2 separate regions of the Mus musculus genome follow, and region 1 is linked to region 2. Evidence: chromatin contacts called from public HiChIP or PLAC-seq data. All regions are on one chromosome and are shown on one strand. The core of a region is the stretch at or near the end of the contact, and the rest is flanking DNA. Distances in the headings are between cores, read along the strand shown. Region 1 holds the start of Adra2b (adrenergic receptor, alpha 2b). Region 2 overlaps Stard7 (START domain containing 7).

Region 1 (4,172 bases), core at 56-2,555, 62 kb after region 2:
CTTGGTGCCTGTGGCGTCAAGTGAGGTCATCAGATATCCTGGAACTAGAATTACATTCTGTTGTGAGCTGATGGAAAGGGGTTTGAAACTGAAATCGGGTCCTCTGCAAGAGCAAGCGCTCAGCACTCAAACTTGTTCTCCCACTGGATAGGCTGCATGAACATCTGGGGCGGCCAAGGCCGGCTCCTTTCTACACCTGAGCCACCCACATTGACTTTTTCTGAGCTATGGAGAGATCTCCTCACACCGCTCTGGAGGAGGGACCTCCTTTTCCGTTGGTCAAGAGGCTCCTCTCCAAACCTGCGCTTTGAGTCAAGCTGTTTCCCTCTTTAAGATTTGTTTTAAAGTATGGGTCTCTGTGTGGCTATGTTCAGGGGAGTGTAGGTGGAGGCCAGAGGCATACCATCCCTGAAACGGGAGTTACAGTTTTGAGCTACCTGTTGTGGCTGCTGGGAACCGAACACAGGTTCTCTACAAGAGGCACTCTTAACCACGGATCCATCTCTCCAGTTTTCCCTTCCTACTTTAACTTTTTTTTTGCCTTTAATGGAGAAAAAGGAAGCAGCAATAGGGTGGTTGAAGTCCACTAGTCGCTTCTCACCAAGGAGTAGTTAGTGTGTGTGTGTGTGTGTGTGTGTGTGTGTGTGTGTGTGTGTGTGTGTGTGTGTGTGTGTGTGTGTGTCTGGGACCTGCGAGGACATCGGCCCCTAGCCTCTTGCACTCAGATGGCAGCAGAGGGCGCTCGCAGCACAGAGACTCACTCATTGCACCTCGCAAGTCTGACCTAGACCTAGTGGTGTTTGGGTGGGGAAGCGTTAGGAAAGGGGATTTGGAACTCTCTCCCCACTTTGGTCCGGCCCCTAAGGTTCTCGGTTGCTGGGATGCTGGATGGAGGTGTGGCTTATTATGCTTAAGAGCTCAACACTCTCCTACACGCTTTTCTGTCGGGCTGCTGCAAGCGACAAAAGCAGTCTATCGATCTGGGTGCTCTGTCCTAGACTCGCAGACAGAAGGCAAGTGGACCCTTGGGACAGACCAGCTCCGGGTCTCAGCACGCACCGATTCTCTTCGGTACATACTCTTCCCAGAACGCCGACGACCCCAGACTCCCTGCTCTCTAGACTCGGCCGCGCAGCGGCGGGAAGGAGAAAGATGTTGGGGCCCGGGGCGAGTAAAAGATGTGCGTCGCAGGTCCATGTCCCGCAAAGCGCACCTTCCACCCACCCTGGTCGGATCGCCCGCCCCGCCTCCTTCCCTCCTCCAGCTCCCGCCCCCAATCTCCTCCCTCCTCCCGCGGTGCTGGCTCTCCTCCTCACGCCCCTGCGCGGAGGGCTGACTGCAGGCGCGGCTCCGGGAGAGAGCGCCTTTACCGAGAGCAGGGTGCGCTTCCCCAGTCGGTTCTGTGAGTCCTGCAGCTGTGCCGCACGACGGCGCGACTTTCCTCTGGTCCCGGGACGGCAGTGAGACAACTTGGAAAACTTCTCTGGGGCGGACTGCAGGGACGCCGGGCACCAGTGGCAGAGAACGTAAGAGAGCGATAGATGGTCCTGGGTGTCCCCGGACCTCCGGCCAGGCTACGGTGCTCCAGAGCCATCTGCACCGCCTGGGGGGACGGCCCCCAACAGTAGCGGAGCTAGGGTGGCGCTTTCTCCTGCGTACTGTGAGTTTGGCCAGCATCTTTCTCTCTGGACATGTCCGGCCCCGCCATGGTCCACCAGGAGCCCTACTCGGTGCAGGCCACCGCCGCCATCGCGTCGGCCATCACCTTTCTCATCCTCTTCACCATTTTCGGCAATGCGCTGGTAATTCTGGCTGTGTTGACCAGCCGCTCTCTCCGTGCACCACAAAACCTCTTCCTGGTGTCACTGGCAGCAGCCGACATCCTAGTGGCTACTCTTATCATCCCTTTCTCTCTGGCCAACGAGCTGCTGGGCTATTGGTACTTCTGGCGTGCGTGGTGCGAGGTCTACCTGGCGCTAGACGTGCTCTTCTGTACCTCCTCCATCGTGCACCTGTGTGCCATCAGTCTGGACAGATACTGGGCAGTGAGCCGAGCATTGGAGTACAACTCCAAGCGCACTCCACGCCGCATCAAATGCATCATCCTCACCGTGTGGCTCATTGCAGCCGTCATTTCTCTACCGCCCCTCATCTACAAGGGCGACCAGCGCCCAGAGCCCCACGGGCTCCCCCAGTGTGAGCTCAACCAAGAAGCCTGGTACATCTTGGCTTCCAGCATCGGATCTTTTTTTGCTCCCTGCCTCATCATGATTCTCGTCTACCTGCGAATCTATGTAATTGCCAAACGCAGCCACTGCAGAGGTCTCGGAGCTAAGAGGGGCTCTGGGGAGGGTGAGTCCAAGAAGCCCCATCCGGCCGCCGGGGGAGTTCCAGCCTCGGCTAAAGTGCCCACCCTGGTCTCTCCTCTATCTTCTGTCGGAGAGGCTAATGGACACCCCAAGCCTCCAAGGGAGAAGGAGGAGGGGGAGACCCCTGAAGATCCCGAAGCCAGGGCTTTGCCACCCAATTGGTCTGCCCTGCCCAGATCAGTCCAGGACCAGAAGAAGGGGACTAGTGGGGCAACTGCAGAGAAGGGAGCTGAAGAGGATGAAGAGGAGGTGGAAGAATGTGAACCCCAAACACTGCCAGCTTCTCCTGCCTCAGTATTCAACCCACCCTTGCAGCAGCCTCAGACTTCCCGGGTGCTGGCCACGCTACGTGGCCAGGTGCTTCTGAGCAAGAATGTGGGTGTGGCCAGTGGGCAGTGGTGGCGCCGTCGGACACAGCTGAGCCGAGAGAAGAGGTTCACCTTTGTGCTGGCGGTGGTCATTGGTGTTTTTGTGGTCTGTTGGTTTCCTTTCTTCTTCAGCTACAGCCTGGGGGCCATCTGCCCACAGCACTGCAAGGTACCCCATGGCCTCTTCCAGTTCTTCTTCTGGATTGGCTACTGCAACAGCTCTTTGAATCCTGTCATCTACACCATCTTCAACCAGGACTTCCGCCGTGCCTTTCGAAGGATCCTTTGCCGGCAGTGGACCCAGACTGGCTGGTGAGCCTGCCTGCTCCGGGCCAGTGCCAGGCAGGGTTAGTGCCAGGACCACCCGGTGGTAGTCTGCCACCTCCGCAGTCTATGTGACCATTTCCCTGGGGCCCATTTGCAGACCTCATCCTCAGACACCCCTGAAGGGGAAAGGACAAATGTGCTGTTCCCAGGGGCTCATTTGAAACCTTCCCTTGCTGACTGTACTGTGGGATACCTCTTCCCTGCTCTCTCTTCAGGAAGGGTAGCTTGGACCTTCTCGAACGTGGCCAAGGCTGATTAGAATACCTCCCTCCCAGCCACCTGTAAGCCAACAGGCAGGCTTCCCTTTCCTGGAGACCCCCTGTGCCTTGGCAGGCCACTTGTGGTGGTTTTCTTTCTTTCTCATCATATTCTTCTCTTCTCTTTTATTGTTCATTTCATTTCTTTTTTTTTTTTTTTTTTTTTTTTGAGACAGGGTCTCATGTAGCCCAGACCAGTCTCAGACTTGCTATGCAGCCTGAGGCTGATCTTAAGATTCTGCTTACCTCTCCAGCATGAGAAGTAACAATGCTCACCACCATACCTGGTTTACCTGATGCTGGGGAATGAAGTCGGGGCTTCAAGCATGCTAGGGAAACATCCAACCAACCGAGTTATATCCCCAGCCTTGATCTTCCTCATGCCTTTCAAAGAGCCGGAAGCCCATCTTCTACATTTCCCAGGAGGACCTGATGCTGAGAAAGAGGACAAAAGGAAGAGGATTCAGCCGTGCTGAGCACCTGTGGTTCTCCTTGGCTGTTGCGGTGGCTGGTTATGGTCTAGTGCTGGTTGCTGGGTTTTTTGTTTGTTTTGTTTTGTTTTGTTTTTAAGCTTTGTAGCGTCTTTAAGGCTAGAAGCATGGGTTGTTTTCTCACTCAGCATCCCTCTGGGAGGCAAGTGGGCACGTGGATGCCTCAGTGGAATGGTCTGGAATCCTGGCCTCGACCTCACTAAGGTCCTGATCACTGGCATTCAACCTCGCAGAGAGCAGGGTGACAATTGCCTGCCGCCTACTTGCAGCAGGGAGATGAAAGGCTTTGCAGAGAGCTTTGAGCTCCATGGGGGAAATGCGCTAGAGAGCCAGCAAATGTGATTATCTGGTGATATAAAA
Region 2 (4,203 bases), core at 1,037-3,536:
TCTGTGCCAAGGAAACAGCTAACTCCCCAGTGTTTCTGTCTTTTCGGTTGTTGGCAGAGCAGAGAGTGGCATTGAGAAGCCCCAGTGTCTCTCAGTGAGCATTTTTCCCTTCTTCCCAGGACCTGACAGGAAAAGAAAAAATCTTTATTTGACTTTAACATCTGTAGCTGACTGCCTGTGAATCTGTGAGCAAGTGTAAGCATGTATGTGTGCGTGTGTGTGCTGGGGCTCAGGGACTGAGCAGTTACGTTTACCCTTTGTTTTGTGATTTGACTCTGTACAGTTAACTTGTGTCATCATAATGAGTTTGCTCTTAACTGTGACATTTTTATCAAAGGTGTGAATAAATGCATAAAGATTGGTACAGAAGAGTGTTCATTTCTGGCCACATGGTGGGAAACTGTGCTCCTTGTCATCCTGATCACAGACTTGGCATGGGTCGTCCGTCAGTGGGCCTTGTTCTTTCTTGGCAGACAATGGGTGACACAAAGATGACATCTTGCATAGACTGTGACCCCTAAGTGGCTAGCTTGGGAGCTAACGGTAAAATGCCTGTCTCTACTCAAGTATCTTGATCTGCTAACTCATAGCTAGAATAAGAAAAAGGTTTAGTTAAGGGAATCTATGTCAGATCTTCTATAGACAGGCTTCGTAGAAGATGTTTTCTTAGGATTTTATTGCTGTGAAGAGACATCATGACCAAGGCAACTCTTATAAAGGCAAACATTTAATTGGGGGTAGCTTACAGTTTCAGAGATTTAATCTATTATCATCATGGTGAGAAGCATGGCAATGTGTAGGCAGATATGTGAAGTTGGAGATGAGAGTTCTTGATCCAAAGGCAGCCAGGAGGAGACTGGATTCCACATTGGGAAGACCTTGAGTATAGGAGACCTCAAAGCCCCACCCACCCTCCCATCCAACGGTAACACACTAATTCCAACAAGACCACACCTCCTAATAGTGCTACTCCCTGTGGGCCAAGCATTCAAACACATAAGTCTGTGGGGGCCAAACCTATTCAAACCACCACATTCCACTCCCCTGGCCCCCACAGGCTTGTAGTCATAACATAATGCAAAATGCATTTAGTCTAACTTCAAAAGCCCCCATAGCCTATCACAGTCTCAACAATGATTAAAAATCCAGAATCTTCTGAGATTCATGCAGTCATGTAACTGTAATCCCCTATAAAATAGAAATAACAAAGCAGATCACATACTTTCAACATATGGCACAGGATATATGTTACCATTCCAAAACACCATAGAAAGGAAATATTGGACCAAAGAAACACCAAAAGCTAGCTGGGCAAACCTCAAACTCTGCATCACTGTGTCTGATGTCAATATACTTTTCAGATCTCCAGTTCCTTTCAGCTTGGTTGATTGCAGCACAATTCTTTCTCTTTGGCTGGTTCCACTCCCTGTTAGCAGCTTTCCTCGGCAGGTATTACACAGCTCTGGCACCTCTAACATCTTAGGGTCTCTAAGGCAACTTCTTCAATTTCACAGCTTCTGGAATCCCCACATGATCTTCTGGGCTCCTCCAGAGGGCTTGTATCACTTCTCCAGCTCTGTCCTCTGTAGCACTCTAGGCCCTGGCTGACCACTGTTGCTCTTGGTGGTTCTTCAATAATGGGCAGTAATATGGAAGTATAAACAGAATTAACCCTCTGCTCTCCAACTTGCTTTTGGTAATTTTTTTTTTAACCATAGCAATAGTAACCCTAGCCAGACGTGTGTACTTGTGCATGTGTGTATGTCCGTCCATCCTCAAATTGAAGGGCCATGGGATAAGAATCCAGAGATGACTCCATAGACCACAAGCACTCAGCTGTAATTCAAATGATGATGGCTGGGAGTTACGTGTTAGTGTGAGCTTTTTACTTTGAAACTTTTAATATATGTCTAAGGGTTGAAAGAATGTTTAGAATTACTATGTGTCCCATGGGATGTAGCTCAGTGGCAGAGTGCTTGTCCAGCACGAATGAAGCCTTGGGTGTGATCCTCAGTTTTGTACAGTACTAATTCCAGGTTACAGGTGGGTCAGAAGTTCAAGGTCACCCTTGGCTGCATGGTAAGTCAAAGGCCTGCCTGGGATACAGGACACTTTGTTATGTTACTCATTGTGACAAAATAGAAAAAGCATTTGAGACCAGAAGAGGGCTCATTCTGCCTTACAGCTCCACCGGATACATTTTGCCAAGACAAGGAAGGCATGATGGCAGGAACAGGAGGCTTGCTGCCCTGGCTGCCTCCCAGTCAGAGCACACAGTGAATGGGAACTGGGGCTGGCTTTTTAAACCTCAAGGCCCTCCCTCAATGACTCACTTCCTCCAATGGGTTTTTGCCCCCCTAAAGATACCACAGCCTTCCCAAACAGCACCACCAACTGGAACCAAGTGTTCAGACACTGCTGAGGGGGACTGACACATTCAAACTACACCAGACCTCAGAAACCTTGCATCACTCCTCCCGAGGCTGAGAAGCTGATGGGAGGATGGGAGTACTTTCTCTGCATACGCTTTTCCAAGATTGTTTGAAAACAAGTGACAAGCATGCTCCCCACGCCCACATAAGACCACAGAGAACATCCTTTTAGTAATACAGATGCCAGTGTGTGTGTGTGTGTGTGTGTGTGTGTGTGTGTGTGTGTGTGTGTGTGTGTGAGATAGAGAGAGATACAGTGGGAGAGGCATGTGTTCCATGGCATAAGTATGGAAGACAGAGGATAACTCTGTACTTGGATCTCTCCTTCCACCTTTCTCTGGGTTCTAGGGATGAACATCAGGTTCATCCTAGGAGACTTGCACAGCAAGCCACTACTGAACCATCTTGCTCTCCCCAGTAGTCTCACCTAGTAATGCAGCTCATGTTAAAAGTTCCCTATTTGACCCCCAAATGACTTACAGTTCCCAATGCCCTCTATCTAAGTATTATGTGTTACATTTGTCTTTTTACTCATTAATTTTTTTTTTATATTCATTGTGGTGGGGGAGTCATATGTCCCATAGCATGCATGCTGAGGACAACTCCAGAAGCCAGTTTCTCAGTCATGTGTGTTCTGAGGATTGAACTACGGTTGTCAGGCTTGGAGGCAAGCACTTTTACCCATTGGACAAGCTAGCCAGCCCAGCTTTATCCATTTTTTAAATCTAGAGCATCCACCTACTCTTTGTAATATAACATCACCTTAAACTTGGCTACACCTGCTAATTTTTCTAAACTCCTGGAGCCTGAGCAGATACCCCTAGCCCAGCCCAGGCATGAGCATCTCAGGGTGAGTTTACTGTAGCATGGTCTTCAAGTGCAGCATGTCCTGAAAGGCGAACACAGAGCTCTCCCTAGATTGTGCACTTCCATGGTAAGTCGTACTGGTGGCTTAGAGTGAATTCAGAATTGGCCAACATTGAGATCATGGTGTTCCAGTACTGTGTGCCATGCTTTATTCTAAGTCTCCTGTGCCACTAACCCTGTACTACAGAAAAGGAACTGCCTTAAGAGGTAGTGTAATCATCTTGCTCAAGGCCACACAGGAAGTGATGATGGAGCCAGGCCGATGACCTAACCTTGACCTCTCCATAGACACCTGGTGGCATAGCTTCTCCAGGGGCACTGATTTGTTCTGAGGCATCCATTGTAGCTATTTTTTTTTTGTTTGTTTGTTTGTTTTTTAACACATCTGCAATAATGTTTCACCCAGGACAATGACTTGAGTTTGCCTATGAGGTCACCTCAGCAGTGTTTCCTTGTTTGAAGCATTGGCCTCATTTCTCTCCCCCCAAAACTCTGCATATACATCATATCTAAAAGGTGGAGGGCACTCTTGGGACAGTCCTAAAATATCATTTTGGAGCTGGGTGGTGATGGCAGAGGCAGGGGGATCTCTGTGAGTTTGAGGCAGCCTGACATGTGGAGTGAGTTCCAGGACAACCAGGGCTGAAACAGAAACCCTGCCTTTAAAAAACAAAACCAAATAAAACAAACAAACATTTTGGAGTCCAGTGTGATGACAAGCCTTTAATCCCAGTATTTATTGTGGCGGGAGAAGCAGATGGAATTCTGAGATTTTGAGACTAGCCTGGTCTACACAGTTCCAGGCCAACCAAGGCTGTATAGTGAGACAGTGCATCTATCTATCTATCTATCTATCTATCTATCTATCTATCTATCTATCTATCTATCTATCATCTATCTATCT

What was found. HiChIP or PLAC-seq counts read pairs in DNA pulled down with a chosen protein or histone mark.
Region 1: a contact with region 2 is called in an H3K27ac HiChIP or PLAC-seq map of embryonic stem cells, with 5 read pairs. The contact joins the promoter of Adra2b here to the enhancer-like site in region 2. A contact is called at or near these places in 1 of 39 promoter capture datasets (pre-B cells), 1 of 15 datasets of contacts at CTCF or cohesin (large pre-B cells), 2 of 484 Hi-C or Micro-C datasets (DN3 thymocytes and embryonic stem cells), 1 of 115 datasets of contacts at active chromatin or transcription factors (embryonic stem cells) and 3 of 9 other capture datasets (adipose tissue, liver and pancreatic islet).

Annotation. Positions count from the first base shown.
Region 1 is chr2:127,361,874-127,366,045 of GRCm38.p6, forward strand. Adra2b (adrenergic receptor, alpha 2b) reads left to right here and starts at 1,306. Exons shown (of 1, transcript NM_009633.4): 1 at 1,306-4,172. The coding sequence starts at 1,707. The coding sequence ends at 3,053.
Region 2 is chr2:127,298,570-127,302,772 of GRCm38.p6, forward strand. It overlaps Stard7 (START domain containing 7), which reads left to right. Exons shown (of 8, transcript NM_139308.2): 8 at 1-365. Among named protein-coding and RNA genes, the nearest start is that of Stard7, 30 kb to the left of the region's middle. Within about 2 kb of position 2,287, at least 27 of the 459 cell types and tissues checked have an H3K27ac peak or open chromatin away from gene starts, as enhancers often do. A contact at or near this core is called in embryonic stem cells, where this site is marked.